Linked DNA regions of Cricetulus griseus: region 2 is linked to region 1. A link is a contact called in public Hi-C data. All regions are on one chromosome and are shown on one strand. The core of a region is the stretch at or near the end of the contact, and the rest is flanking DNA. Distances in the headings are between cores, read along the strand shown.

What was found. A called contact is a pair of places that touch in the nucleus more often than the background predicts.
Region 2: a contact with region 1 is called in a Hi-C map of fibroblasts, with 2.8 times the contacts expected there. The contact joins the enhancer-like site here to the promoter of LOC100755304 in region 1. A contact is called at or near these places in 2 of 8 Hi-C or Micro-C datasets (the CHO-K1 cell line and fibroblasts).

Annotation. Positions count from the first base shown.
Region 1 is chrX:89,532,167-89,538,293 of CriGri-PICRH-1.0, forward strand. It overlaps LOC100755304 (F-box-like/WD repeat-containing protein TBL1X), which reads right to left and starts at 3,092. Exons shown (of 21, transcript XM_035450130.1): 1 at 2,934-3,092.
Region 2 is chrX:89,606,109-89,612,235 of CriGri-PICRH-1.0, forward strand. No RefSeq gene overlaps it. Among named protein-coding and RNA genes, the nearest start is that of Claudin-18, 240 kb to the left of the region's middle. Within about 2 kb of position 3,948, at least 5 of the 6 cell types and tissues checked have open chromatin away from gene starts, as enhancers often do. A contact at or near this core is called in the CHO-K1 cell line and fibroblasts, where this site is marked.

The DNA.
Region 1 (6,127 bases), core at 1,842-4,341:
GAAATGACTAATGGTAAATTACATAGAACCATCAAGACCTATTTGCTACCTTAAACTGACGCCTGGGGGACAAGGTGCTCACTCCTCCTCCATAGTCCTGTGTGCCCTCTTTCAAGTTAAACCAGGGACTAGCTCAGCGCACACACCAAAGCAGAACAGAAACAAACACTTGCACTAGCGTGAGGCTTAGATTTTGATTGGGGGGAGGGGAGCTTTTTTAGGTTTTGCTCCAAAACACTTCGTCGGAGCTGACCCTAACTGCGGAATTTACAGCGCAGAGGGCCCTGAGAACGCCGCCACTGAAAAAAAAAAAAAAAAAAAAAAAAAAAAAAAAAAAAAAAAAAAGCAAAAAAAAAGCAAGGAAAAAAAAAAAAAAAAAAAAAAAAAACAAGCCCCGAGCTCCTGATTGCGCACTGGTCGCGCACATGAAGCCCAGGCCCCATCCAGCACCAGCGGGCCTCCAGCCTCCTAAAGTTGTCACAAAATCGGGAGATCACCAATGTTCAAAGGCGCACCCCTCCCACATAAAGTCCCGCTCCCAGCATCCGTCCCTGCGTAAGGGAAATTCCTAAGACGGGGATATGGGTGAGGGCAGATATGGCGAACCCCTCCCCAGCCCCAAAGCAACAGGTTTACTCCCTCCCCAGGCCTCGCTAGGCGGTCCCTCACCCTCACCTTGCCGCGGGAGCCGCCCTCCATCGGTGTCAACCCCCCCCTCCGGCCTGGTCCCCGAGACGAAGCCTGGGAGTGGATGTGGGGAGGGGGCTCCCGGACTTCCTTGACAGTTTGTGCCTCGGAAACTGAGCACAGGCGCCCCAGCCTCTCTCCCCCGCGCGCCGCCGCGCGTCCACCGGGTTCCGGGAGCGCCGGCCTGCGCCTCGAGGATGAATGAGGCTCCCCTCCCCCACAAGGGGATCCCGCGCGGCCCCCAAGTCTCAAAGCGACTCAGGTCAGCCCAGCCAGCCCCCTCTGGAGCCGCAGACAAAGAGATTCAGGGGCTAAAAGGCAGCGCTTCCCTAAACTTGCCTGTCCCCCTCCCCAAAACAAAGGCGCACCCAGGCCTTTCCCGCCCCCCGCGCGCGCGCGGCCACTTTGGGGAGCGGCCGCCCCGGAGGTATTGTTCAGAAAGCAGGGAGCGCGCCCGCCCTGGGGGGGGACACACGGGAACTTGCCCCTCCTGGAGCTCCGGGGTCCGACCACCACCATCAGGGCCACCGCCAGGCCCCTCGGCCCGAGAAGTTTGCGCCCCTGCCCGGCATGCACTCACCTCGCCGCGAGCCGTGCAACTTGTGGCCGCGCTCTGTGCGTACTGGTGGGTCCACCGTCACCAGCCCGGGCCGCGCTGAGGCCGACGAGGGCCAGGCGCCCCGGAGCAGCCGCGCGCCGCCCCCAGTCCGCCACTGAATCCCCGAGAAGAGCGGGCGCTGGAAAGTTTCGGTGGCGAATGGCGGCCGGAGGGCGCTGCAGCGGCGGCGGGGCGGGGGCGCTGGCGGCTTGTCGCTCCGAGCGTCGAGACTGGGGGGGCTGGGCTGGGAGCGGCGGCGGCGAGAGAGGGCGGGACGGCGGGAGGGACCAACACGGCCAGTGACCTCCGCTGGGAGCCGACGCAAGCGCGCCTACCTTGGCTGCGAGACGTGCCAAGGGGGGTCGCTAGCACGCAGCTCTCCCCAGACACCTGGAGGAGGTACTCTACAGCTCTCCCCTCCCCCACCGTGTCCCCGCCGGCCCCTCCCCAGCGCCTTGCCCCCCCCCCGCGTCCCCACGCGGCAGCCCCTCCCCCACTAAGGGCGAGGACGCCAGGCCCGCCCTCACCCACCAAGTCCAGACCCAGCCCCCCCAACCCCCTGGGACAGGGAAGAGACTTACATCCCTGCACAGTTCTTCACCCTACAGCCTCCCCACCCCCACTCCACTCCGCCCCACGCCCAAGGTGGAGGAGGGAAGACCAAGCGTTGCCCTCTGGGCCCCAACCTGGTCCCTAGCTCCTTTTCTACAGGCTCCGAGAGGAATGAGGGGAACAGGGTCCCCACAAACATACCCAATCCCAAACCCTGGCACTCCAAGGTTGCTTTGAGGGGGGTGGGAACAAGGGCCACCCTGCAGGTTGGGGGAGGGAATGGTAACCCAAGCCGCTGAAAAGTGTTACCATCCCCCCACCTCAAAGATGAAGCCGCCCAGCTGGCCTAGGAGGTCCTCGTGCAACCCGTCTCCTGGAGCATCTCCTTCAAAATTAACGATTTAAAGCACCCCCCGTGCCTTTACGCCCACCCACAAAAAAAAAAAAAAAAAAAAAAAAAACTGAAGACTCGGGCGCAGCCATGACCTTTGCAAAACACCTCCCAACCAAGAATCTGAAATGCATAGGGGATTAGCTTCAGTACAAGGCGAAGACACAAATATACTGGGGAGGGGTATGTTAGGGTACTGGGGTCCTCAGACCTGCAAATCCCCATCCCCAGGCCTGAAACCGCAGGCGCTGGCAAAATGTTTTCTGTTGCCATGGCTGGTAAGGCCCAGCCCTGGCGCTTCTTCCTTCCACGTTGGTGACAATTCCCCCCCAACTCCCGGCTTTAATTCAATTAAATAAATATCCGGCCCTCCTCCTCAGCACCTTCGGTGTCTGCCTTGTTGAGTATTTTTAAAATCAATTTGCCCCTCCCTTAGGCTTCTAATGAGCTTGGTGCTAAGAGCCCAGTAACACTCAGCAATTTAAACTCTAACCTCACTTGCTCCTTCCTTGAACACTAGGCGTTTGTTGCTCTGATGGTTGGAGGGAGGGGGAGAACCCCAGGCGAGTTTTTAAGGGGCCGGTTCTCCATCAAACAGGCGGACCTCAAAATTACCTTGCAAAATATTGCTGCGAAACGTCAAAGATGTCAAACGACTGTTGGTACACCGTTATTAGAGCGCATCAATAAAAAATACACACTTACACAGTCTCCATAATTGTGAATCAGCAGAACACTGGCTTATTAGCTATCGGCTGCCATTCAAGTCCCCCCACCCCAAAGGATTTGGTGGCGCTCCCTTGAGCCTGCCCTTCGTAGCTCCCGGGCTCCTGAGCTCGTGCAGACTGATGCTGAGGTATTACGAAGGGTGCAATCGAAAACCCGAGCCCGCTCATGATGCAACCCTGGCCCGGTTTACACGTGCTTCCCTTCCCCCACTGCATGCTGGTGGTAGCGCTGCGTTTTTTCCGCCTGTAGGGTCACATTGTGGTTGATTGATTCTCCTTTCGCCTTGCTCAGTCATTCAGATTTGGAAAGTAAATAACAAGTTGACATCATTACAGCTTCAGGCTTTACCCGGTCGCCAGCTCTCGGCTACCGCAGACCCTCGAGTAGCTGCGCAGCAAACCCTACCCACCTAGCCTGCCCAGTTTGATGTGTCCAAATTAGTGCTTGGAAATTCCAAGCTGGAGTTGGTTAAAAGCTTCCCTGCATGTTTCTATTACTTGGCAAGCGATGATCATTTTTTAAAAATGGGTAAGTGGTGAGGGAAAAATCTCATTTTCTATGTAGGGAGCAGAGTGACCAGGTTTTATTACAGGCCTCCTCTGACTAACAAAGTGGAGGTTTGATTCTACTTTGCCAGCATGATATGGTATCGAAATAATCCCAGTTTTTGCTTTTGGACAGTCAAGGGCTAGGGATTTGGAGAGATAACTCAGCGATTAAGAGCGTTTACTGCACGTACAGAGGACTCAGATTCAGTTCCTAGCACCTACAAGCCAGATCACTACCACCTGTAACCCTGATTCCAGGATAGACAATGCTGTCATTCTATCCTCCTATGGTTCCTACATGCATGTGAGGCACATAAATTCTTGAAGGTACACACACACCTAAAAATACTGACTAAATAACCAAATGTTTGTTTTGCTTTGTTTTAGAAAGAAAGAAAGTTGGTAGAGGGCTATGGGTAAGGTCCAAAAGATGGGAGGCTGAGGCAGGGGTATATAGACTGGGATATACAGCAAGAACCTATCCAAAAAAAATTAAGGTCAAGTGTTTGTAATAAAGACTCATGGAACCACCATATCATTGTAATACCTAAAGACAAGAAAACAGGCCCCTTTTTACATAATAAAATTACCAAAATTCTCTCCTACATGAATGGAAAATTAAACTTGTATTTATTTACTCTGGCTGTTTGCTGTAGGTGCTGGTGTGGAAGAAAACATGAAAATAACGGAAAGGAAGCAGCTAGTGCCCTCTGAAGAGGAAAAGGAGTAAACTACACTGTGTGTGTGTGTGTGTGTGTGTGTGTGTGTGTGTGTGTGTGTGTGTTTGTGTGTGTGCGCACGCGCGTGCGCGCGCGTGGGCGCGTGCTTGCACTTTTTGCAAAAAGAAATCGACTTACTGAATTGCTTTCACTTTGTTCATGTGGTCCTTTGTGCAACACCGAGATTATTCTTTTATCAACAGTGGTGCCTTGAGATATAATACCAAAAGCATGAAAGAAAAAAAGTGAGTTGGGTTCATCAAAATTATGGAAGTCTGCAAAATTACTGTTGAGAATAGAAGATAAGCCAGAAACAGAGAAAACAGTTGTAAAATCCATGCCTGACAAATGATTGGCATTAGAAATATACAAAGACCTCTCTGTTTTTAAAGATTTGTTTACTTTTTAAATTATGTGTATCTTGAACATGAATGTGAGTGCCTGTGGAAGCCAGAGAGGGTGTTGGATCCCCTGGAGCTGGAGTTACTGGCTCTTGCAGGTTGTCCATGCAGATGCTAGAACAAAGCCTCTGCAAGAACAATTCTTGCTCTTAACTGCAGAGCCATCTTTCCAGCCCCCAAAGAAGTCTTAAACTTCATGTGGTAAGAAATAACCACATTAGCAATAGATAGGAAATAAAATAAGGCTAGGGAGATGACTCATCCAGTAAAGGCTGGGACAGAAGAAAACTGACTCCTGAGAGCTCCCCTCTGATGTGCACACACATGCCCATGCGCATACAAATATGTGCAAGTAAATAAATGTAACTTTAAAAACTTAGGTGTTTGCACGGGGGTTGGGCCTAGGCCCTATCCCAAAGGATAGGACACTCTGATGACACCCTATGGAAGGCCTCACCATCCAAGGGGAGCAGACAGGATATAGGATAGGGTTTTAGTTGTGTGTGGTAGGGGAGGAGGGGAGGGAGCGGGAACTGGGATTATCATGTAAAACAATCTTGTTTCTAATTCAAATAAAAAACATCTGCAAAAAAAAGGGTAACATCAAAAAAACACTTAGGTGTTTGGCCTAGTGTTGTGGCTCACACCTTGAATAGCAGCACTTGAGATGCAGAGGCAGCCAGATCACTGTTTGAGGTTAGCCTTGTTACACAGTGAGTTCCAGGCCAGTCACGGATACACAGTGAGACCCTATCTAAAAAATAAGTAAATAAATAAAATTTGCTCTCTTACTATATCTTATGACATAACTATTGTACAACTGAAAAGAAAGAGGTACCAAAAATACAGCTGTCAAGATAAACATTATAATGCCATTTTCCCACCTTGCAGGGCTCCATGCAGGCCAGCAAGTGTTCTACCACTGAGCTATACATGCCAGCCCCAAACAGATTGCTATGTTTGTGTATGAGTGCATGTGCATGCTAGCATGTATTTTTAAATAAAACAAGGGAAGGAAATGACAGTAGAAGGGAGTAGCAGGTGTCCTTGGAAACTAAGCTCCCTCTGTTTGGTGATGGCACTAGATTCTGGAAGAACAGAAAGGGCTACTGCTTGGGGCATAACCATGCCACCAGAGAAAGTCAAGATCATAGCACAAACTCCTGAAAAATGGAATAGCTATGCACTAAGTATGTGGTGATGCATGCCTGCATTCCAGAATATGGGATATAGAGGCAGGATGATCAAGAGTTTGGGGAAGCTTGGCCTAGAGAGACAGACCCTGTCTCAAAAGGAAAAAATTAAAAGGAGCAGAAAGGCTACTACCTCAAAGGAAAATATGTAATCCCATTTTGGACGTTTATTAATATATGCACACATCTGCCTCATGGAGTTCATGTATGAAGGTCAAAGGACAATTTTTGAGGCAGTTCACTCCTTCTACATTGTGGGTAACAGAGGATCAAATTCAGGTTATTAATCTTAGTAACAAGTGCCTTTAC
Region 2 (6,127 bases), core at 2,698-5,197, 75 kb after region 1:
TAATCCTAACTCTTGAGAAGTGGAGAGAGAATGGATGACCAGGAAGGAGTTCAAAGTCATCCTCAGCTACACAGAAAGTTTAGATTCAGCATGGGTTACATGAGATCCTCTCCTCTCCTCTCCTCTCCTCTCCTCTCCTCTCCTCTCCTCTCCTCTCTCCTCTCCTCTCCTCTCCTCTCCCTCCTCTCTCCTCCTCTCCTCTCCTCTCCCGTCCCCTCCCCTCCACTTCCTTTCTTTTCCCTTTCCTTTTCCTTTCTTTTCCCTTTCCCTTTCCTTTATTTTCCCTTTTCCTTTCCTCGCTCCCTCCCTCCCTTTCTCTTTAGGTTTTTTTTTTTTTGAGACAGGGTTTCTCTGTGTAACAGCTCTGGCTGCCCTGGAACTCACTCTGTAGACCAGGCTGGCCTTGAACTCACAGAGATCCACCTCTGCCTCTCTAATGTAGAGATTCTCTTTCAAACAAGACCGACCCATTAAAGTTGTTGAAACCACTGTGATGGCACATAATTGTAACCCCAGCAGTGAGGACGCTGAGGTAGAAAGACAGTAAGGTTCAAGGTACCTTGGGCTGTGTACTGAGAGCCTTTTTCAAAAAGAAAAGTGTTCCTGGGCCGTGGTGTCACACGACTTTAATCCCAGCACTCAGGATTCAGAGGCAGGCAGATATCTATGAGTTTGAGACCAGCCTGGTCTACAAGAGCTAGTTCCAGGACAGCCTCCAAAGCCACAGAGAAACCCTGCCTTGAAACCCACCCCCCCAAAAAAAAACACAAAACAAAAAGTGTTGTAATAGATTACATGCTATAAACTCACACACTGTGATAGTATAATCCATTGCTTTGTTTTTAGTAGTGTGTAGCTATACAATCCTGATCACAGTCTTATTTCTGAATGTTTCCATTGCCTCAAAAAAAAACTGAGGCTCTCTGATAGTCACTCATCACCTTTTTCCAGTGATGAAGACTATGGTGTTTCCTGGACATTCCCTACCGATGAAATATGTATCCTTTTGAGTCTTAGTATGTTGTTTTTAAGATTCAACTTCCTCATGGAATGTTTTAGTAATTCCTTTTATTGGCTGAATTATATTTCACTGTATGAACACACCACATTTTATGTATCTATTTGTTCACTGATACACTGTCAAATCTTTTTTAGTTTTGAGCTCATGTGATTAAGACTTCTACAAAGATTTGCTTTCTTTTCTCTTGGGTAAATGTGATTATGGTGGTTTGATTGAAAATGGCCCTCCATAGGCTCATATTTTTGAATATTTGGTCCCCAGTTGGTGGAACTGCTTAGGAGACAAGGCCTTGTTGGAGGTGTGACCTTATTGGTGGTGGTGTGTATTGCTGAATATTCCTTTATATTGTGTGAAGATCTGTCACTGTGATTGGTTTAATAAAAAGCTGAATGGCCAATAGCTAGGCAGGATTTGAAGCACAGAGGACACTGGGAAAAAGAAGGGTGGAGAAGCCAGCCAGACATAGAATGAGTAAGAAACACAAAGTGGGATAGAGGTAAAAGCCACGTGATAGAGCATAGATTAATACAAATATGGGTTAATTTAAGTTATAAGAGCTAGTTAGAACAAGCCTAAGCGATCAGCTGAGCTTTCATAATTAATGTCTCCTTGTGGTTATTTGGGAGCTGGCAGGCAAGACAGAAAATTCCACCTAGAGGTGTGTCATTGGTAGAAGGTTTGAGGTTTCAAAAGCCCCTATTGTTCCAGCTTAGCTCTCTCTGATTTGTCGTGTTTCAAGATGTAAGCTTTCAGCTCCTGCTTCAGCTCTATGCCTCCTTGCCTGAAGCCATCCCCCATGGTGTTCATGGACTCTAACCTTCTGAACTGTGAGTCCCAAATTAAATGCTTTCTTTTATAAATTGCCTTGTGTCATGGTATTTTGTCATGGCAATAGAAAAGTAATGGAAACAGTAATTCTTTTTTTTAAATATTCAGTGTTGAAGTAGAAATAACTTGGGAAAGCTTGGAAATAACAACACACTTGAGGCGACACAAGTTCAGTGACTCACCCATTACACACTTGCTGGACTCTTTGCCTAAAGGCAGGCCCTGAACTTTTGAGGCCTGTGAAATTCAACACTAACAGGAGGCAACTGGATGACTGGATGCCCAAGTCTTATATCACCATAGTGAAATCTGTGCTATTCACACATTGGCATTCTATTTACATAGAATCAGTGTTACTGACCATTCTGATTAAATGTGCATTTGTATATGAAGCACGGTATTTATCATAAAACACAACAGAAGGGAATTTTTCTGACCTCCCACTACAAACACTTAGGCTTTATGGGCCATTCATGGAGTGTGATTCTCAAAGGTGTGGCCAGAGAGCTTCTTTCAAAGTCTTCTTCCAAAGCCTGGGGATGTTGGGATGTTTAGAACTGTCTATTTCCTGACAACCTGGTCAGTCACCTTCAACTATTGGAAACTTGGTCAGTATTTCCTCCTTTAACTCTACCCATTTACAGCCAGGCATTCCAATCCTGGCTGATGACTGTGTTTAAAGTGCTTGCCAAGAGGACTTGAATTCAGGTCCCTGAAATCCACTAAAAGATGGACAGAGTATCCCACATCTATAATCCCAGTGCTCACAGAGTTAGAGAGAAAAACAACAACCAGAAAACCCAATTGTCTTTTGTCCTTCATATATATGTATGCCATGGCACAAGTGTACCCAGGTAGCATTTGTATACAGGATATACATAGAAGCTTAAAAACGAAACCAAACTAAACCAGAAATATCCATGCAGGCAAGGTAAACATGCCTATCCCTGACCTATATTTGTTTTGTCACATTGAGAACTATAGAGGAAAAGGCTACTTATATAATTACACAGTTACACACTCTCCCACTTCTGAGTGCCTGGCAAGTACACTACTACTGAGCTGTAACCCCCTGCCCAGGAATTGTAGTTTTTTTTTTTTATTTATTGTCTTGAGTCAAGGTTTCATATATCTCAGGCTGGAAACTTTTTTCTTTTTAATGGTAATTTTCTTATAAATCTGTCTGTTTATTTCTCCCCCTTTTATTAAAAACGGATTTTCTTGTACAGTGTATCCTGATTACAGTTTCCCCTCCCTTTACTCCTTCCAGGTCCTCTCCATATCCCCTTCCATTCCGATCCACTCCCTTTATGGCTCTCAATTGAAAAGAACAGGCTTCTAAGAGGTAACAACAAAGCATAACAAAATTAAAACTGTATAATCGAGGATGACCTTGAAGTTCCGCTCCTACTGCCCCCACCTCTCTAGCGCTGTGATTACAGGTGTGTGCTACCACGCTCAAATAGAATTCAGTGCTGCCGACCCCGGGTTTCAGGCATGCTAGTCAAGCATACAACCCACAGAGCTAGGTCCCTCGCCCATGTTTTAAAACTATGAAACAGTAATTCCCTGCAATTAGGAATGGTTAATACATTCTGGCACAGAAAATTCCACTGCCTTCAGTCAAAGTCTGACTTTGAAAAATATCTAGTGACCTAGAAAAATATTTTTACAGCTATGTAACCTAATCACAGTGCTCAACTGCTTGCACAGAGCAAGCTCAGTTTTATTACCCACCTCCCCTCCCCCTCAACTGCCATTTTTGGATGGGAAAATGTTTCTGCACAGGGAAAAGATCTTTAGATACAATTACACATTTGAGCATTCAGGAGCGGGGGCTAAGCAGACCCCCTATTCTCCAGTTTCCCTGTTTCACAGGGTCTCTGGGTTTCCCAGAAGGTCCCCATCCCCTGTGGAGGCGGTGAACCCAGCAGCCTTTGAGGAGCCCAACCATCACAGCCCAAGCCCTGCTGGGGGCGGGGCGCCGAGACTGCGCAGCTCTTTGAAGATCCTCGGTAGCTCCTTCCCAGCTAGCGCAGGCGCAGGCTCTGACCTCTTAACAAAGAACAGGTTCTGCAGCCGCCCCTCCCCCGCCGGGGAGGCGGAGGGACCACGTGACCTTTGGAAGCATGCGCTCGCCAGCCCTCTGGGAGCCTGGCTGGGAACCGGGCAGAAGAGCTGGCAAGGGAGGGGAGGGGGGAATTGAGCGGGGTGGGGAGGAAGGGGCGGGGCTGCAGCTGGAATGCACACAGTTCGAAGAGGAAGAGCAGGAAAAGGGGAGGAGGAGGAAAGAAAAAGGGGGGAAAGAGTGAAGGTGGGGGCTGGGCTGGGAGGGAGGGCCTGGGAAATGGAGGAGGAGGAGGAGGGGCAGGCTTGGAAAGTGAAAAGGGGGGATGGAAAATAGAGCCGGAAGGAGGGTAGATGGGAAGTGAAATGGAGGGGAATGGGAAGTGGAGGAAAGAAGGAAGAGGAGGGAAGTGAGGGGGGGCCCTGGCAGAGGAGGGCCGGGTCAGTAGGTGGGGGATGGGAGAAGGGGTGGGGCACTTCACTGCGGAGACTCATTAAGATGCAATTGACAATTTTTTTTTAAAAAAAACAGACTGTATAAATTTACAGTTTCCTTTTGAATCCAAGCAGACAATGTTCAAACACGTCAGAATTCTGTTTCGGAATGCAAATGAAAACACGCCCAGTTTCTGGAAGCGTTAATTAAGGACTTAAGAAAACAGATTTACAACACAGCTGTAGTAGAGCAGATTCCAGATTCCTACCAAAGAGGTCTTGAGTTTTCTTTTTTCTTTTCTTTTTTACTTAAAAAGAGAACATTGTTTGGCCTAGGTCTTCCTCGAATGTAATAGGAACTACTGCTTAAAAAAAACAAAAACAAAACAAAACAAAACCCTCAAAATGACAATCACCGTTTTGTGTGTGCTCAGGGTGGTGGACAAGAATGGGTGGATGAGATGATGATATCTCAGACTCTCTCAAGGTTACTCATGCTGTCCCTTCACCTTAAAGAAACAGTTCCAGCCCTCCTCAAACTCGTCCCAATTACAAGGCAAACCAGAAAAAAAACCCCTGAAAACCAAAACACAAAGCCCCAAACAATACAATGCCAGCTAAATAAAAAAAAAAAACCCTTCCCACGAAAAACTGAACCCCTCTCCTAACTGGGCACAGCCACTTGCTCACTCCATGCCAGCTTTGGAGGGTATTTTCTGCTGCTTGTTCCTTGTAAAGAGATATACAAGGCTTTTAAATGCCATTCTGTGCATACAACTTAAAAAATGGCTAGGTGCAAACTGGCAAGTGTAGTTCACCATCTGTTACCAGTGCACACAGCCAGGCTGGCCAGCATCTCCATGGGCACTGCGTTTGTTTCTCTGCTAATGACAGAGTGCCTCCGTGGTAAATCAGGATTCCTATGAGATTACAGGTGACCTTGCTCAATCTTATCTGTCAGTGCAGAAAGGCATGTCTGTAGAGACATTCTATCTCCCAAGGTAAAGTCTGCCTTGCCTTGGACGAACAATTTCAGGAAGGAGAGACTGCAGGCAGGAAAGGACAGTGGGCTAAGGCTGTAACAATTTCTTTTTCCCAAGTCCCTCACCCCAAGCCTATAAAACACAGTTTTCCCCCTGGCAGACCCCTCAATTTCCCACGGGAGAGAGGCTGCCCCTTGCTGTGTGTGCTAATAAATACAGGGCTGTCTGCTGAAGGTCAGACTCTGCTTTTTGCATTCTGTCTTAGAAATCTTAACAACTGAGGCTGCTGGATGCCAGGCCCACCAACTGGCCTAGTTAAGCAGCAGTCAATTTTTTTTTTTTTTATTTCTCAGTCATGGAGGATGGATCCGGGAAGGGTAAATCATGCCTGTAATTCTAGTGCTCAGGAGGCAGAGGCAGGATGATCTCTGCCAGTTTGAGGTCAGCTTGGGCTTCAGGTGTGAAACCCTGACTCAAAAAACCTGAAACATGACAGTTCTGGATGCTTCATTGAAGATGAATCACCAGGAATCCTTACGTGGATGGCCCCTCCTCCTCTTGTAGATAAAAGCTTCACCTCATTTTTCATGTTTTTAAACTCACAGTTTGAGAATAAAACCACTACCACAGTTTAAAGCCAAATTTGAAGCAAGCTTTAATTAAATACAGGCCTAGTGGATGGGCTCTGACCAGGTCCATCTCTAGGTTTCCTGAAGATGGCCCTGAGTCAAGTTTTGCAGGGGTTTAAGTATTTCCCATCAGGTCCAAGCAGGGGCAAGTGTACATCCTGATG